Linked DNA regions of Mus musculus: region 1 is linked to region 2. Evidence: chromatin contacts called from public ChIA-PET data. All regions are on one chromosome and are shown on one strand. The core of a region is the stretch at or near the end of the contact, and the rest is flanking DNA. Distances in the headings are between cores, read along the strand shown.

Evidence for each region. ChIA-PET counts read pairs in DNA pulled down with a chosen protein or histone mark.
Region 1: a contact with region 2 is called in an RNA polymerase II ChIA-PET map of memory CD8 T cells, with 36 read pairs. The contact joins the promoter of Ap2m1 here to the promoter of Klhl6 in region 2. A contact is called at or near these places in 1 of 39 promoter capture datasets (the HPC-7 cell line) and 1 of 115 datasets of contacts at active chromatin or transcription factors (memory CD8 T cells).

What each region holds. Positions count from the first base shown.
Region 1 is chr16:20,533,676-20,537,226 of GRCm38.p6, reverse strand. Ap2m1 (adaptor-related protein complex 2, mu 1 subunit) reads right to left here and starts at 1,747. Exons shown (of 12, transcript NM_009679.3): 1 at 1,626-1,747. Dvl3 (dishevelled segment polarity protein 3) reads right to left here. Exons shown (of 15, transcript NM_007889.3): 15 at 3,214-3,551.
Region 2 is chr16:19,980,957-19,984,720 of GRCm38.p6, reverse strand. It overlaps Klhl6 (kelch-like 6), which reads left to right and starts at 1,672. Exons shown (of 7, transcript NM_183390.3): 1 at 1,672-2,004. The coding sequence starts at 1,718.

The DNA of each region.
Region 1 (3,551 bases), core at 498-2,997, 550 kb before region 2:
CCAGGCATAACCTTTAGAGCAAGCATTACCCTTCCAAGAAGGCAACGGAGCATGACCCTCTAGAAGTCTACACATTCCAGGAAAGGGTGTGCAGGGTGAGGTGGGGCTGGGAGGGAAGAGGCCCTTAGGCTCTAACACAGAGCCAGGAAGGTGGCTGAAGCAGGCACATCTTTCCCAGGCAGAGAGATAAGCAGACAAAGGAACAGAGGCCCGCTTAATAAGTTCTTTAAAAGATTTCATTTTTACCGACACACAGGTACATGCCAGTGTGCTGTATGTGTGGAAGCTAGGTGTTAGACTGAACACTGCCCTCCACCCCTCAAGCCTGAGTTAGGGTGGTACTGAGCCAAATGACATGTGCCGGGACCTGAACTCAGGTTTTCTGGAAAAGCAGTAAGAACTCTTCAATGCTGAGCCCCTTTTACAGTTATTTCTGGTTACTGTCTTTTCAAAATTTCTAAGTGTGACAAAAATTAGGTCTGTATGTAGTAGCATTAATCCTGCCATCTAAATTGTGTCTCCAAATCTGCCAAGTCAGTCACTTCTGGCCTGGTGTTTACCAAGCAATGGGCAGGGATAACAGAATGCCTCGACTGCCCAAATTATTTTGGTCAAAATTAAGGTAGAATATTTGAGTAACGGGGTTAATCTGGTTCTAGATTTCTGGATTAGTCCAGATATTAATTTCACTGAGGTTAGTTTAACAGACTTTTTGAAACTGAAAAGTTAACCCTTGAAGCCCAGTGACAAGTCCAAAGAAGGTGAGAAAGAAAATGCAAAATGGAGGTTGAGCGCTGAGCAAAGGACCAAGTCCACAGGTATCAACCTCGGGTGGGGGATGGTGTGTGTGACCTCGGGGGGGGGGGCGGTGTGTGTGTGTCCTGGACGAAAATGCAATATTTAGTTAAGGAAAGGGTTAGCTGGAATTGCTAGCAAAAGACCAGGATGACCCCAAAGCACCAAATACAGCTGTGGGAGTCCCTAAAGGTCTCCTATGGCAAAGGTCATAGGAGCTTGGGAGGAGCGAAAAACAGCGAAAAGAGATAGACAAGAAAAAGAGAAAGCTGAGAGACAGGGCCTACTCTTCTGTTAGTGAAGCATAGGGGGCTGGTGGAGTTTTTCTCAGCTGAGGGAGGAGAAGACATCTAGGCCCGGGAGATGTCACCACGGGATGCGGGGGCTGTCACAGGTCTGAGGTACAAGAGCCGTGGGGGTAAACCAGGAGGATGGAATCTCTCAGTGTTCGAGAGAGACCTGTCACTGTCCAAGGGAGTGGCACCAGGGGATGTCAATGTCCTGGGGGATGGGGAAATAGGAAACCCCGGGGTTGAGCGGTTGTCAGGATTCTAGGGATGGGGCGCCGCGCGGCGTCTCCCGCTCTAGGATTCCAGCCCTAGTCTCTTCCCGGAGACGCCTGGCGGGTCACTGGAAGGCGTTGCTCCCCGCCCTTGCTGCAATCGCGCCCAAGGCACCCCCGCCCGGTTGTCTACTCCCTCCCGGGTCTGAAGGCTGAGGCCACTCCCCGGTGCGGGCAGTTTTCCACCCAGCACCGTGCAGGGCAAGGCAGGCTACCACAGCACCCTCGTCGCCTGATAAGGACCTCTAAGTCAAGCCTCCCAGCTCACCTGGAGTCAGCAGCCCCCACAAGGCCGGCCTGGCCACTCTCGGATCCCAAGATGTCCGCCCGCCCCCAGCTCGCCTGTCTGCTGCCTCGGCTTTCACTGCAGTGCTCCCGCCCCACCCCGCCCCGATCGCAGCTGCGCCTGCGCGCTCGCCTCCAGCGGCGACTACAAGTCCCGTCAGTCCCCGCAGCTTTCAAGCTGACACATCTGAGCGCCCTAGGCTCAACAAAACTACAACTACCGACAGCCTTCAAGACAGAGAAGACGTCAGCTTTAGTGCGCCTTGCAAGCAACACGTGTCGTGATACACTCCAACCATTGTTTGCTTCACTGAGAATCACGGGAAGTGTAGTCTCTGCGACCCTTCCTGTTCCTAGTTAAGTGGGGTAGCTTTAAGAGACCAAAGCTATTTGTCGAAACCAATTGTAAATTTTGAATTACTATAGTCTTTTATTGTCTCCAGATTTCGAAGACTGGCTACTTTACAAACACAACTTGGCATAAGCTTGTTACTGCTGAATTTACTGTTTTTTTTTTTTTTTAAACACCACGTTTGATTCTCCCAAACGTGTGTGTGTGTGTTTTTATATATATATATAAAATTTATTTGTATGTATTTTATATATATTCTAGGATTGGACTGATCCCTTTCTCAGGGATAATTATCCAAACAGAAAAGCTGGGAAGGAAGACAGCTAAACGTTAATGTTTTCCTCAGCTAAATCTGTGACTGTGGTGTGATGGTGACGTATGCCGTTAATTCCAGAGTTCTGGAGGCAGAGGCAAGAGCATCTCTGTGAGTTTGAGGCCATCCTGGTCTAAATAGAGAGTTTCAAGACAGCCCAGGCTACATAAGAGACCCCTTTTGCCCTCTACTCCAGTTTAGTTGGGCATGGGATTTTAAAATCCCATTTCTCCTTTAATCCCAGCACTTGGGAGGCAGAGGCAGGAGAATTTCTGACTTCGAGGCCAGCCTGGTCTACAAAGTGAGTTCCAGGACAGCCAGGGCTACAGAAAAACCCTGTCTCGAAAAAAAAAAAAATCCCATTTCTCAACTGTGCAGTGGTGGCACATGCTTTTAATCTCAGCACTGGGGCGGGGGGGGGGGGGGGGGTAGAGGCAGGCAGCACTCTGAGTTCAAGGTCAGCCTGGTCTACAGATCAAGTTCCAGGACAGCCAGGGCTACAAAGAGAAACCCTGTCTCATAAAAACAAAAAAGGAGAGAAAAGATTTCCTATGATATCCAAACTGAGAGAATGAGGAAGAGCCAACCTGGACACAAACAGCTGTCTGATTATTGCCAAATCAGGAAAATTTGGTTTTTCTCTCAGGAGACAGAGACATCCTGCTGCCTAAACAGGCCAGAGACTTCTATGGCAGAAAGGAAGTGGGTGGGTGCTTAAATCTGGTTGCTAACCCTACTATTCCTAGCAATCTCCTTCTAAGTAGCGAAAACCCAAAAACTTCTAACTCCTGAACTATCATTCAAGGCTTCATATCTATCTTTGCAAAGGTTTTCTCTTCCCAATATACCCTAAAAGTTTGCTGGTTTAGAGTAAATTAATAATAATAATAATAATAATAATAATAATAATAATAATAATAGCTACCATTTATTGAGCACCTACTCTATTGTGTGCCAGGCACTGTGCTAGGCACTTTTCGTACAATATCTAATTCCTCACAACAACCCTGTGAGGTAGGTATTATTATCATCATTTTACATATGGGAGGACTGAGGCTCCAGAGAGGTTAAATAACTCTTTTACACAACCAAAAATGAGAGCTGGAATTCAAGCCCAAACCAACTTGACTCCAAATCCCATGCTCTGTAAATTAAGAAAGGGAGAGGAACAGCTGAACTTCAGAGTGTCAAGAGTAGAAGGGTGTGTGATGCTGACTAATACCATGTAGGTGTAGCTTGTAACG
Region 2 (3,764 bases), core at 423-2,922:
GGCCAGTGAACCCACCTGAGATCAGCTTCTAAATAAACCTGCCTTTATTATACTCTAATCTGGCTTAAATTGGCTTACTTCACTGGAAGAGAAATAATCTATCAGTGCTTATAAAGACTGAACTAGTTAATGATGAATCTTAGAATATATTTAGGTTGACACATGTCTTAGTTAGGTTTTACCGCTGTGAACAGACACCATGACCAAGACAACTCTTATAAAAGATAATATTTAATTAGGATTGCCTAACAGGTTTAGAGGTTCAATCCATTATCAGCAAGACAGGAACATAGCAACATCCAGGCAGGCATGATGCAGGAGGAGCTGAGAGGTCTACATCTCATTCCTATCTGGCTACATTCATTTTTTTTTTAATTAGATATTTTCTTTATTTACATTTCAAATGCTACCCCGAAAGTTCCCTATACTCTCCCCCCGCCCTGCTCCCCTACCCACTCACTCCCACTTCTTGGCCCTGGTGTTCCCCTGAAATGGGGCATATAAAGTTTGCAAGACCAAGGGGCCTCTCTTCCCAATGATGGCCTCATTAGTAGTTTTTAAGGCATGTGAAAAATAAATATAAAACAATAAGGAGTTTGGTAGATACACTCATGAATGAGAAACTGAATTTTATTTTATTGTGTGTGTGTTTGGGAGGAGGTAAGGAGCTAGAGCAGTTTTGGCCTTATGTCTATAATTTGAGAGAGTATGGTATAAGTTGTCATGAAGAGGCTCATGTCATTGTGTATTGTTTTCAGCATTACCAGAGGATATAGTTAGAAGCATTTTTATGATTTGAACCTGAAATGTCATGCCATAAGCCTATGTCTTGAACGTTTATTTGTCAACTGGTGTTATTAGGGAGGCTATGGAACCTTTATGAAGTACAGCCTAATTTGTATAATTAGGTCATTTAGGGGAAGGCCTTTGAAGGTTACTGGTACCCTTCTGAGCTACCACCATGTGAACAACATATGCCACGTGGTGTTATTGTTGGAGACTGACCCACTATCCCATCCGCTTCCAGGCATAGTGGGCAGATATCCTGGACCAAAATAAATCTTTTGTTCCTTAAATATTTTTTCTGTCAGATAATATGATCAGAACGATGTAACTAATACAGAAGACTGATACCAGGAGTATGGTCATAGCTTTCATTAAATCTGAGCATGTGATTCTTAGGCCCTTGGAAATCATTTGCAGAAGGAAGATGGAGAAATTTGAAGGTATGTGTTAGAGAAGCCCTAAAATTCAGAAAGAAAGTTTATAGGGATATTCAGAAGAAAGGTAAGGCTCCAAAGGGGTCTCAGATAGTGGGAGACAGAGAAGTCCCCCTATGCAGTTCCTCTCTGAAGTCTTAGTTGTTGATGCAGGTATAAGTAAACAGATAATAACTGGAAGCAGAGGTTTGCGTGAGGTGGGAGAGGACTAAACCGTACTCCCGGGAGACACAGATAAGCTACCTTCCCCCCCCCCCCCACCCCCACCAGATCCCTGATCTACGCACCCACTCAAAGACATTCCTAACCCTGTGACAGTCCACAGAAAGAAGAGGAGGAGTTGGTGGTGTTTGTAGTAACAGGATGAGAAAGTGTGAGACTTCCTGTTATGTATGTGTGACAGCTGGTGATAAGTGGAGGGGCCTGTGCAGGAAATCCGTTCAGCTTCTGCAGTGTGACCTCCCCGAAACTTGGCAGCTCCTTTAGTCTAGACGTTGATGGCAGGACAAAGAGGCGCCTGCACCATGAGCGATGTGGTAGAGAGGAGCTTGGAAGGACCCTTAGCACTGACTACAGACAAGTCCTCCCAGAAAAGGGGAGACTTGGTGGAAATATTAACTGGGGAGAAGGTAAAATTTGACGACACGAGACTTTCTTTAATTCTTCAGAACGGCCTGGAGACGCTGAGAGAGGAAAATGCTTTGACAGACGTCATCTTGTGTGTGGATGTTCAGGAATTCTCTTGCCATCGAGTGGTGCTTGCTGCAGCCAGCAACTATTTCAGGTCAGTCTGCTTTGAATCCGAGTCAAACTGCATGTATATTGCAAGGAAAACATCTGTAGATGCGAGAGCTCTGTAATCTACAAGACTGAGCAAGCTCAGTCTGATTTGTTTGCTGTTACATTTATGGTTATATATATTCTTACATAGAGTATGTTAGGTATCATGTTGTATTATATATTACCTTATGTACTATGTATAATATAAATATGTATGCTTATACACTAAGGTTTGTGCCTACTTAAAATGTAAGAAAGGAAACTATCAACCTTTAGAATTTTGATTTAGGTCAAGAGAAACTGGGACCATTTAGAAGCAGTATTTTATTATTTATTACTTGGAACCTTTCATCTCATCCTTGGTCTGATTCCACCATTCGGATACTTTTCTTTGAAAGACTTAATTCTCTGTCTTAATATCCTTTATCATCTCTTAGAGTCAAGCTAACATACTTTAAAAATATGTTTTGTTATCTTTTACCTTGACAAGTGTACTTTGGGAATGATAAAATTGAAAATATGCTTTAAACACACACACACACACACACACACACACACACACACACACACACACCACACTATGTCCTTGATTTTAAGGGTGTGACGTTACTTAAGCCAGGGGGATTTTTTTCCCCTCTTTCTTCAGTTTGACTAATGTGTTTAAAACATGATGTTGTCTTTGTTCATCAGTAGAGGTAGAGAAAAAAATGTGGCCTCACTCTTGGAGTTATCACATAACGTGCTGAAAATTAGGGGTTTCTGGTGTACAAGGAGTGGTGGGAAGGACAAACAATGCAAGAAGCCTCTGGATGTGAAAGGCTCCTGAGGTGTCATAGTGAGATGACACTATGTTTCCATGTCACTTGAGCCCTTTCTTGGCCATGAGATTTTAGGCGACTCTGAATTTCAACTGGTAGATGGGTATAGTGACAGTTTTCTTTTATCATTGTTGTAATGATCCTCTTAGTGAAAAGATCTCACACAGTGCCTGGTAGATACATTTGCTCATAAAATCTTTGTTGAAACCTTGTATGAATACAGCTGGACCAGCATTGTCAACATTAGTGTGGTAATGACAGAGAACCAGTGAGTAAGGATGGTGTGGATAAGGGAGGTGTTTTGGAAAGTAGGGGGAAAAAAATCACTTTATTTTTAGTGAGATTTTCCTACCTTTCAGTTCTGGTTGAGGATTTTAAGAAAATAACATGTGAATATATATAATATTTTCAAAAATCACATATTTCAAATAAAATATGATTATACATAATCAAATATATAAACATCAAGCAAGTACATATACATATATAGCTCAGATCATTCATTCATATATGTATTTGTATTTTATTTGGGGTAGTTAGGAGAAAGTTTTTCTTTAGAATTCAAACAACAGAGTTAGACAGTTGTATGTAAAGAACTCCCATATGTTGACAAGGCCAGAGGCAGAGCCTATGTGAATTGAGGGAAGTCATGACTGCTTTCTACCACAAACAACGGTCACTGGTTTCGCTTTGCACTGGCATGATAGAGGTGACAGATGCCCCCTTTTCAGATGTGGAAATGAAAACTGCACATTACTTACCTGGCCATTGCAGGAGCAAGGATTCCACACATTCTAAGAGTCTTTGTTTTAACTGACGTATGAGTTGCCACTAAGTATGGAGCATCATTCTATCTGCAGCCTATCTTGGTAAAATATAAGCATGGTCATAAAAATGGGTTGACACAAACACACTGCTTAACCTGCCCCTGTACTGGCCACTAGAT